2 separate regions of the Manis pentadactyla genome follow, and region 1 is linked to region 2. A link is a contact called in public Hi-C data. All regions are on one chromosome and are shown on one strand. Each heading gives the region's core, a stretch centred on a gene start, on an enhancer-like site or on the middle of the called end of the contact. The rest is flanking DNA. Distances are from core to core; before and after follow the strand shown. Region 1 holds the start of LOC118909639 (nucleolar pre-ribosomal-associated protein 1-like). Region 2 holds the start of C1H21orf62 (chromosome 1 C21orf62 homolog).

What was found. A called contact is a pair of places that touch in the nucleus more often than the background predicts.
Region 1: a contact with region 2 is called in a Hi-C map of blood, with 3 times the contacts expected there. The contact joins the promoter of LOC118909639 here to the promoter of C1H21orf62 in region 2. A contact is called at or near these places in 3 of 3 Hi-C or Micro-C datasets (blood, fibroblasts and skin fibroblasts).

What each region holds. Positions count from the first base shown.
Region 1 is chr1:185,478,921-185,484,088 of mManPen7.hap1, reverse strand. LOC118909639 (nucleolar pre-ribosomal-associated protein 1-like) reads right to left here and starts at 2,175. Exons shown (of 39, transcript XM_036880308.2): 1 at 1,920-2,175. The coding sequence starts at 2,043.
Region 2 is chr1:185,183,777-185,188,433 of mManPen7.hap1, reverse strand. C1H21orf62 (chromosome 1 C21orf62 homolog) reads right to left here and starts at 2,991. Exons shown (of 2, transcript XM_036880173.2): 1 at 2,653-2,991.

The DNA.
Region 1 (5,168 bases), core at 926-3,425, 300 kb before region 2:
ATACAGAATAGAATGGAGGTCCCCGGGCTGGGGACTGGGGGACATGGGCAGATGCTGGACAAAGGGCAGAAATTTACAGTTACACGAAAAGTATGTTCTGGGGATCTCATATCTAGCACAGTGACTATAACTGACAGTATTGCATTACAAATGGAAATTATTTAGAGAGTAGACTTTAAACATTATCACCATTCACAAAAAAGATAATTATAGAAGGGAACGGGGTGTTAGCTAACCTTATTGTGGTCATCATTTCATCACACAAGTTATCAAGTCATCACGTTGTACACCTTAAACTTCAATCGTTTTATGTCCATAATATCTCAATAAAGCTGGACACAAAAATAAAATCAAAATCAAAACCTTCCCAAATATTTGAATAAAAACAAAACCCTGTAACATCCCTCAATCCCACTTTCCTGACCTTCAAGAAGGCATATCACAGGAAGTTATGAGGGCATTTAGTGATGGAGAGTTTAAGATAGAGATCAGACTGAAACACAGGTTCGTATCTCACACAAGGGATTCGCACTTCCGCCCACTGACTTCAGCCTGGCCACATCTTCCAACTACTTCACGTGCACCCACTGACCCGGGTTTCTTCTGAAACCTGTTCACATGCAGCACTGAGTGGCATGGAGCTCCTGGGCAAAACCAGGAATGCACATGTGATACAATCTTTGAAATAATTAAACATGCTCTTTCCTCTGTCACAGAGGTTCCTGTCTCTGTCCCTGCCCCATCCTACAACTCTGATGAAAAGCCACGTCCTCAGGGGAGACTTTTGTCTCTTCCAGATCAGGTCCGAGGCCCACAGGCACTGTGTCCATTTCCTTTGGGGCACTTGTGTTGAAAGTGCTCCCGTGTGATTTTACTGGCATCTGCCCCCCCACTGGACTGTCTGTGAGCTCCACAACGGCAGGGCTGGTGTCTAACTTTCACTCACCATTTCATCTCTGCCTAGCAAATAACAGCTCCAAGTAAATAAGGAATTAAGGAATGAATGAATGAAATGTATTAATTCGGTGCTAAACCAGGTATCACCTTCCTAGCACTGGCTAGCAGGTGCAGGTATCAAACCTACTATGACAGAAAACCTGGCCCATGACAGAAAAACTGGAAATGGAAGGTATTCTAGTCATTAATTTAATCATTTCCCTAACCTGGAAGAAACACTGTCACTGTTTTATTTGGGCACAGTACCGGTGTTTCCACGTACTAGAATATTCAATTGCTTTTTTTCCCTCTAACTTACATACTTTCTAATGGATTACAAGGACTTGTGCAGGGTGGTCACACTTTGCAAATGTGAAATTAAAGCATCTGCTCCACAGCAGTCACTAGTCCACCTCGGTCAACTGCCAAGTCCTCGTGGTGGCTTCACCTGGTAGCTTACTGCATGTTCTCAGGTCAGTGTGAGTTTCGGAGGGTGAGAGCTATTGAAAATGGCGCTGACACCCTGGAGGAACAGTGTGTCCCTGAGCGGCCCCCAGTAGACTCACAGTCGGAACTCCTTCAGTATTTGTTGCGTGACTGAGCAATTCAATTATTTGCTCTCCTAACAATAGCAATAAAAAGGTTTCAGCACTTGCTCAGGGATGCTGCGCGGGCCAGGTGGGGGCGTTAAGTCGCGGGGGCCTGTCACAATAGCAGGTCGAGCCCTCCAGACTTGACTGACAGCGCAGGGCAAGAAGTGCGGCGGGCCGACCCACAGCGGCCCCGGCCGGTCCGGGACCCTGGGAGCCCAAGCACCGGGCCTCGGTTTCCCGTCGGCGGGTAGAGAGGCTGGGTTCCGACCCTCGGTGACCGCAAAGCTGCAGAAAGGAGGGCCTGTGGGGGGCAGACTGAGGAGCCCCCACACTGGGCCTGGAGGCCGCCCGGCTCGCACCCGCTCCCGCCCGGGCCTGCCCCAAACTCACCCGGCTCCGCGCCTTGCGGGTCCCTCAGCTGAGCCTTGAAGCGCACGCCCGTGAGCTCTTCGCGGCGGGCCCGCTTTGCCGCGCCGTCCTGGCCGCCCGGGGCCTTCCTCTTGGGGGTCCCCATGCCTAAGGTTGGGGTGGCCGGGACCCACACACCCGCGGTTCTGGCAGGGTCCGCGCTGGAGAGTAAAGCCAAATTTTAGGGGAACTCGTGGTCCGGAAATGGGAAAGTCGGCGGCGGAAGGGGCGGGGCCTCGGGAGAACGTCTGGACAGGAGGAAGGGGCAGGGCCTCGGGGGCGGGGGGCTCTCTGGTCCGGCGGAAGGGGTGGGGCGGCGGGTGTGCTTTCGGACCGGAAGGTGGTGGTGTGGGTGCAATGTTTTACTTATCCTCTGTGTCCGTCATCGTTTCTAATCAACTCCCGGCTGAGGGCGAGCGGACACCTACGACACCCCAGCAGAGTTGCGCAGCGACGAGTACGTGGGGCGCGCCCCCTGCCCCCGACGGGCCTCTCGGGGGCCTTGGCGGGTGGAAGCCCCGCATCTTCCATGCCCCGAAGGGAGCCCGGGGCGTCATTGGAGCTCGCTCACAGCAGTTCTCGATCTGGGGGCTCTCTAGCGGTGCCGATTGAAGAACATGCATGACACTCCGCGGGGTGTGTCGCTTTGCCTCTTCGGGGCCCAGCAGACACGCGGAGGGTGGATGCTCCTGGCGAAATGCCAGGCAAGCTTATGCCGGGAGGGCCGCCCTCGGGCACCTGAGCCAAGGGTCGTGCGAGGCCCCTAACTCTGACCCCTAGTTTACCCGGTTTGTTTGGTGCAATGTTGCGCCAGACTGACCTCCACCCCAGGCTTCGCTAAACTGGTGAGAGGACTGGAGCCCTTTTGGCCATGCAGGGCGCCAGGGGTGAAGTAGGGTCTGTGAAAACCTCTGGGGGACAGTGCAGCCGCCTCCATATCTCAGATCCCCTCATTGAAAGAGAGCCAGCAAAGCCAGCCCTACCTAATTTTTGCGGGTGTCCTGAGCTGAGAAAGTGATGCAGTGTATGAAAAACTGCTTTGATGGGAAAATTGTACTGTGTTTTTGTAAGACGTTATTACATGCTCTGAAAAAAAGTTCAGGAGTAAAGGACTAAGTAAAAACAGGCTGGTGCATTTAATATGACTTCATCAATACTTGGTTGTGTGTTCAAGTAAATCATGAACCAGTTCCTTAGATGAGTAATTCGGTGATTTACCGGAACCCTCTAGTCGGAGCAAATACTGCCTTGTGATCTCTGATGTGTAATGAGTATCTAAGGACGTGGTCTTTTGTGGCCTGTTAGGGTTTCCAAATCTCTAGTGGAAAAAGCCCATTGTGTGGACCTTGAGCCTCTGGCCTGGCAAGACTGTTGTGCCTGTGGAAATGCCCATGTTGCAGGTGGGTCAGACAGAGTCACCCCAGCACATCTGCGCTCATGCGGCAGTGTTAAGAGAGAGGTGTGCTCACAATTCACGCTGAAAAAGGCAACCCGCTTATTAGTAAAGACAGCCTTTTGTCGACAGTGCTTCTGTTCTGTGGTTGGTTGCCAACCACCAACTTTGTTTGCAGCTGCAGTGAGCCTGACCATAGAGGCAGCAGGGAGAGGTAGGAAACAGTCAAAAGCCCTGTATTCAGTTTCTGCCCGTGCAACCTGGGCAAATTATTCTCTCTCTTTACAAAGACGTAGAGGGTGAGGGAACTTGCCAGTACTACCCAGCTAATAAACAGTGGATCGCTCACCCAGTGAATCCTAACCCCCATTTAGAAACAAGTTGTCAGTGCCCATCCCAGCCTTGGCCAGAGGCATACCTGATGAGGCATGGCTCAGAGTACAGACGGGTACTTCAGATTAAGCCTGATGCTGTTGAGTCTTTGATGCCAGGTCACTAGCCCCACTTGTTCAAATACCAGGCTCACCAACGAATTTCTGGATAGTGATACAGCTTTCTATATAAAAGGTCTGTCTGGAGAGAAGGGACCTTATTTGCCCCCAAGAACAGTCTGGTTTATTGATAAGCATCACTGTTCCTACAACATTCTGGGTTAGCATCTACTTCGGGGCCTTTACACTTGCTGTTCCCTCTGAATCATGGCCCAGACCTGCTTGGCACATACTCCTCTCTTGTGACCTCTTCCTATCCATATTTCACTTCCTGTTTCTTACCTCTGTTTTCCTTTATTGCCCTTATCACCTACTGGTGATACTAGATATTTGTTTGTGAAACTCCTTTATTGAAATGTACACTTTATAATGGCACAAAACAAATTTCAGTGCTCCATTCTCACTGCCTAGAGCAGGTCTTGGCACATTATAAGGCTCAATAAATATTTGTTGAATAAATAAATGACTATATAAATGAGTACACAGACCTGAGTCTTGAACTTGCTTAATTCAGTTCATCCTAAAAGGCAGATTGACTCTTGGAATGCTGTCAGAAAGCCTCAAGGTGCAGGGTTTTGAGTCTACAAATACATGAAGGAGCCCCTGGACTGAGATGAATTAGCCAAGGGAAGTGTCCAACCTCTCATAGCTGGCCAGTTCATCTCCAGAGGCTGCACTTCTCATTCACACCTGTTAAGTGTATGTCTTTGTTTATTCCTTTTTCAATTGTGTAAGTTTAAATTCAAGTTCTAGTAAGGGTGAAAATGAGAAGCTCAATCAGAGCCCATTTCAAGGTAATATTAAAGCAGGTTTACCTCCACTCTCAGAAGTACACATTGCTGTACACAAGGTGAAGTTATCTTGGCTTACCTGCACTGTTTCAGGTAAGGGCAGTTTTTTTTTTTTCATCTGTGTTTTATCATCTGGATAAAAGCCATTAATGCAATCAGGGGAATGAGAGGTAAGACCTTCCTTTCTCTGTTCTGATCCAAGTGTTAGTCTCTAATGCTAAAAGTTATAGTGTAGCATTTGCTGAGATCAGAACAGTTCCGTTATCTGCTTGTTCAGTAATGAGAAGAATGAAGCACTCTTTCAAAGATGGCCACTGTGGACTCCAGTGAAGGACACAGTGCACACAGGCTAGAAGAGATGAATAAACCTACAGCTTCTCTACAGCTTCCTCACTCAAGTTGACAAAATACCAGTATCCACCAATGTTTGCTGTATGCATTGTACAACCAGCCATAATAATTCTTAAGAAGTATAACAGTATCCCTGCCCCCAAGGGACTTGCAGTGTCATTGAGAATATGATGTAAGTGATAAATTCAATAGCAATGAAGAATTT
Region 2 (4,657 bases), core at 1,742-4,241:
CAACAGCAGAGCTCGAGTGGATAATTTAGGCATCAAAATTTGGGCTAAATTGAGTTCCCATGAAATGGTGTCTAGGCATGTCTCCAAATGAATCTTTTAGTTTCTCTGGCCACAGAGAAGATTTTGGCTTCATTCATGACTGTGGAGACCAGGCATTTCAGAGATGCAAATGGGAAGTGATCGTTTCACGGACAATGGATGGAAACTGGAAAGGAGAAGATTCAGGGGGATACTGTGGGAACAAGTCCTTGTGTGCGTGTGTGTGTGCATGGGGGGAAGAGAGATGCGCCTCTCTCATGCTGTTCATATTGCTTCCTGTGTCTAGGAGTGTTTGCTATTTCTCATATGCCAAGAAACTACTCTCATCTTTAAACTGGCTTCAAATCCTGCCTCTTTCACGAAACTTTGGTAAGCGAGGGGCATGGATGACAGTTCATGCCTGCCTCAAACCTGTCTTTCTTACATGGATACCTGTGTGTACATTAAAAGAAGTTTAAAACAAGCTTTTATAAGCAAATCTGGACTCATACAGTGAGCCCAGTGCCTGTTTGTGTGAGATTTCTAAGCCATTTCAATCAGGCTGTTCTTACCACCCCCCACCTTCGAAACCCTTCTTACCAGGTTCCCCGTGACTCCCACACCACAGGGTGCCAAATCCAGGGATTAATCTCATCTCATTTTGCTTGACTTCTCACCAGCTTTTGACACGGTTGCTTATTCCCTCTTTCTTGAGTAAATAACTTTTTTCTCATCATGATACCACATTATCCTCTTTTGCTTGCTACGTCATGGCCACTCCTTTGCAGTCCCTGGCTGGCATCTTTCCTTGTTTTCTGACATTGTTGCATTTCCTTGGCGCAGTGCCTGACTCTCTTCACTGTTTATCCACTTCCTCAGAGATTGCATGCTAACCCATGGATTTAAATAGTATCTATGTGCTGATGGTTAACCAGCTCCCAAACTCTTCCCTGAACTACATGCTCCAACATCCAACACCTTACTTGATAATTCTATCTGAATGTCTGACACCTCAAACTTAATTTGCCAAGTACATAACTCTTGATCCCCAAGAGAATTCAAACTACCAGGTAGAGAAGAAATGTTACTGCATGACCATTTACAGCCCCTCAAGCCCTGTGGTCCCAAGGCTAAACAAGCTATACAGAGAAAGTGGTCATTGATAACGGACAGTGTAGTTTCAAATAAGAAATTTGAAATGGAGAGATGCATATGTGTTGAAAACTAACTGCAGTTAGGAAATTTTTATTGATTAATAGTAACATTTAATGAGTGCTAGTTACTGTTCAAAGTGCTTTATACATTATATGTCACTTAATCCTTGCAATAATCCTAAAGGTAGATATTATGGCCCCATTTTCATATCAGGAAATGGAGACACAGAGAAATTATACAGCTTGCTCCAAGTCCTAGAGCCAGTAGGAAACAGCTAAGACTTCAACTCAGACAGCCAAATATGACAAGGGAGTCATGGTGGAAATTATAGTGTCATTCCCATCCCAGGGTCATGTTCCTATTCAAGTGAACTTCCATGCCTTGTATTCTATTACCAGACTCTGTAGCCTTTAACCTAGTGTATATGGAACCCTCATGCTAGATGAATTGGAAACAAAAGGAATGAAACAAGTTCTGTTACACACAAACATACTTCATTATTTGGTATAAAAACAAAAGTTAAAAACTTCCCAAAGATCACTCTTTTCATTAAAAAATTTTCAAACAAGTGTGGTTTGATACTTTTGCTGGTTTTTAAGGACAGGTTTTTATCGATATTATGCACAATTCCTCTGAAATATTTTCTTTCCTCAGTATACCAACACACTTATTGCTAAAAACCTGCCCCACAATATGTTTATTAAACAATGAAATCTATGCAGAGCTGTGTAAGGACTACTGGTTTTCTAAAACATCCTCATTATCTTGCTTTTTACTACAGTATTTATCATGTTTTATTCACATTTGAGTAAATGACAAATTTTTTAAAAAGCTAACCAACCCGTCCAAATGTTAATGTTCATCAGAATTTTAGCTTTGCCTTAACCTGTGTTTTCTAATAAGTAGTGAGTAAATAAGTAATAAATACAGTATTATTAGATAAAAACAGCAAAGAAATAGTGGAAGCTTATGTTTTGAGAGTTTCTTATTTTCTTTGGAATCACAGTAAGGAAAAGAGAGATGATTGATACCTCTTTTGTTTAATTGTTATTTAGAATTGAAGACAAATAGGAAAAGATGGTGGCCAGATGTTTTAAAGTAGAAACAAGAAGCCCAGGCTCCATGAAGATACGTGTTATATTATAATAGCCTAAGTTAGTTTATCTACTTAGAAACTAAATAGAAAAACCATTTCATTCTTTGCTTAATGCAGTGAAAATACTTCCTTTAAAGGCAGAATCTCAATAAAGAGCAATTCATATGCCTGAAAGCTGAAAAAATTGTCTCATGGGGAAGCCACCCAGAACTGTTACCTTATGTTCAGGAAATACAAATGCTCCAAGAAGACAGTGATGCGGACACTGGCTCTTCAAACCGCCACAGAACTTGCCTGCCATGCAGCAGAAATTCTGAGGTTATTAAAAACTGCCTGTTATGCTAGACATGCCTTCAAAACAGAAGAACAGAGAAACCACTTACACCTCGGAGTTCCAGTGTGAGGCTCACTTCTCCACTCCACAGACCTCTGCTCAATCCTTGGCTCTGGCTTGAGACTGGTTTAATCTGCAGGGCGGGGTGGACTGCGGGCCCTCGCCCTTGCTGTTTTCTGTTTTCAGAGGGCCAGCAGCCCTGGTGATTTCCATGGCAACTAGGAGGAAGCCGCCAGCCTGCCAGTTTCATTACCACACGACAGGAGAGAACCTGCCTTGGTGACTGCTGGCCACTCTCCTGGGGATTCTAAAGTGGAAAGTTTACAGAAGGAACAAAGGAGACTGCTGCTGTATGCTGACCCTAATGGGCTGGCAGTCACGGAAGAAATTCTGCTTTAGCAGGAAATTGAGTGGGTTGAGTGCAGAACATGGAGATTCCTTGAGGCTTTTACTTCCATGATTTGTTGCACTCTTTTTGGCCTGATGAATTGTTATGTATGGCAGATGCCTGAATCAGTGTAGAAAATGGCCTACATAGTTGTTCCAAAGAGAAAATGAACTAAGTTTACCTCCAAACATGTAGATCTCTCTCTCTCTCTCTCTCTCTCTCTCTCTCTCTCTCTCTCTTTCCTGCTCTCTCTCTTTTTCTGTATGAGAATCATGGTTTTATTTTTTTCTGAGGCTATCTTTTGACATTTTTGGAAGTTCCACCAAGATGCCCAGTGGATTGGTCTAACAGAACCAAGAAACATTCATCAATCTCATGGGCACATCTTTCCTTGGATCCCAGAGGTGAATCTAAACTTTCAATTATAGTACAAACAAGTCAAAGGGATGAAAAGCGCAGCATCAGGAACATAGTAACACGGCAATGTCTCTGTGGTGACAGGAAGAAACTACACTTTCTTTAATGTATGGAATTGTGGAATCACTATGTGGTCCACCTGAAGCCAACACACTGTACATCAGCCATTCTTCAGTCAAAAAAACAATAACCAAGAAAACAAACAGAAGCAATGGAACTTAGCATGCTGATTCTGTCTTTCCAAATTTTACTTTTACTTTCTACTCATTTTGTTTCCCATTTGTTTTGAGTTGGTAGGTTGTTCCCCATGGGAAATTTAAGTTTTTGGTATGCACATTTGATTATTTCTGCAAATGGATTGATGGTGTATAGATATCAGGGCTCTGTTGGGTGAAAGATGACAGGGACTTTGTTAGTTTGCTAGTCTGTTCTGTCAGTGTATTTGTCTATTTTGAGCAAATCAAAGAATTTTTATCCACTGGGGATACCCTGTTCACTTTTTTAGTTTGCTTTTTTAAAGGTTAAAAGCAACAAAACAAATAAATATGTAATACATTAACCAATGAGGGCTCACTAAACACTGGAGAAATCAGATGGTGGTGATAGAGAAAAGCCTCACTAGGAAACTAAAGCAATTGATTTATCAATTCCCTAGATGCAAACCATATAGTATTTTAAAGAGAGCATCTCATTCGGGAACCTCATTCATCTACTATTCATCTAGTGAACCCTTACCACATGCATGTACCATGTTGAGAGGTTTAAGGGACAACAGAGATAAATGCTGTGATTCTTGTCTTCAAGGAAGTTATAATATGGAAAGGGTGGTTGTGTAGGTTGATTGTGGGAAACGTATGAAGGGAGGTACAAAGAAAATACATGGGAATTTCAGAGACGTGGGCTACATTGTGCCACGGAGATTGGACACGTCATTGTAGAGTGGTAGCATTTGATCTGGACCTTAAAAAAAGGCTAGAATTGGAGTGGTCAGATGTAAGAGGAATGGACAGTGATGCATCCTGGAGCATTCTTTGGCCAATGGAGGATGTGAGCTGATGGAGAAATGCTACCTTCTTCTTCACTCCTCATAGTCCTGACACACCTGTCATCTGGCTGCTCAGGTGGCCTGTGGGATCAAGCAACTCAAGCAATTAAGAAAATTGCCAGAGAAAAGCCTTGGAAATGGGAGGTCACCAGGCCTATTCAGCATTTTAGAAGCCAGTGAATCATAGTCATGAGCAAGGGAATT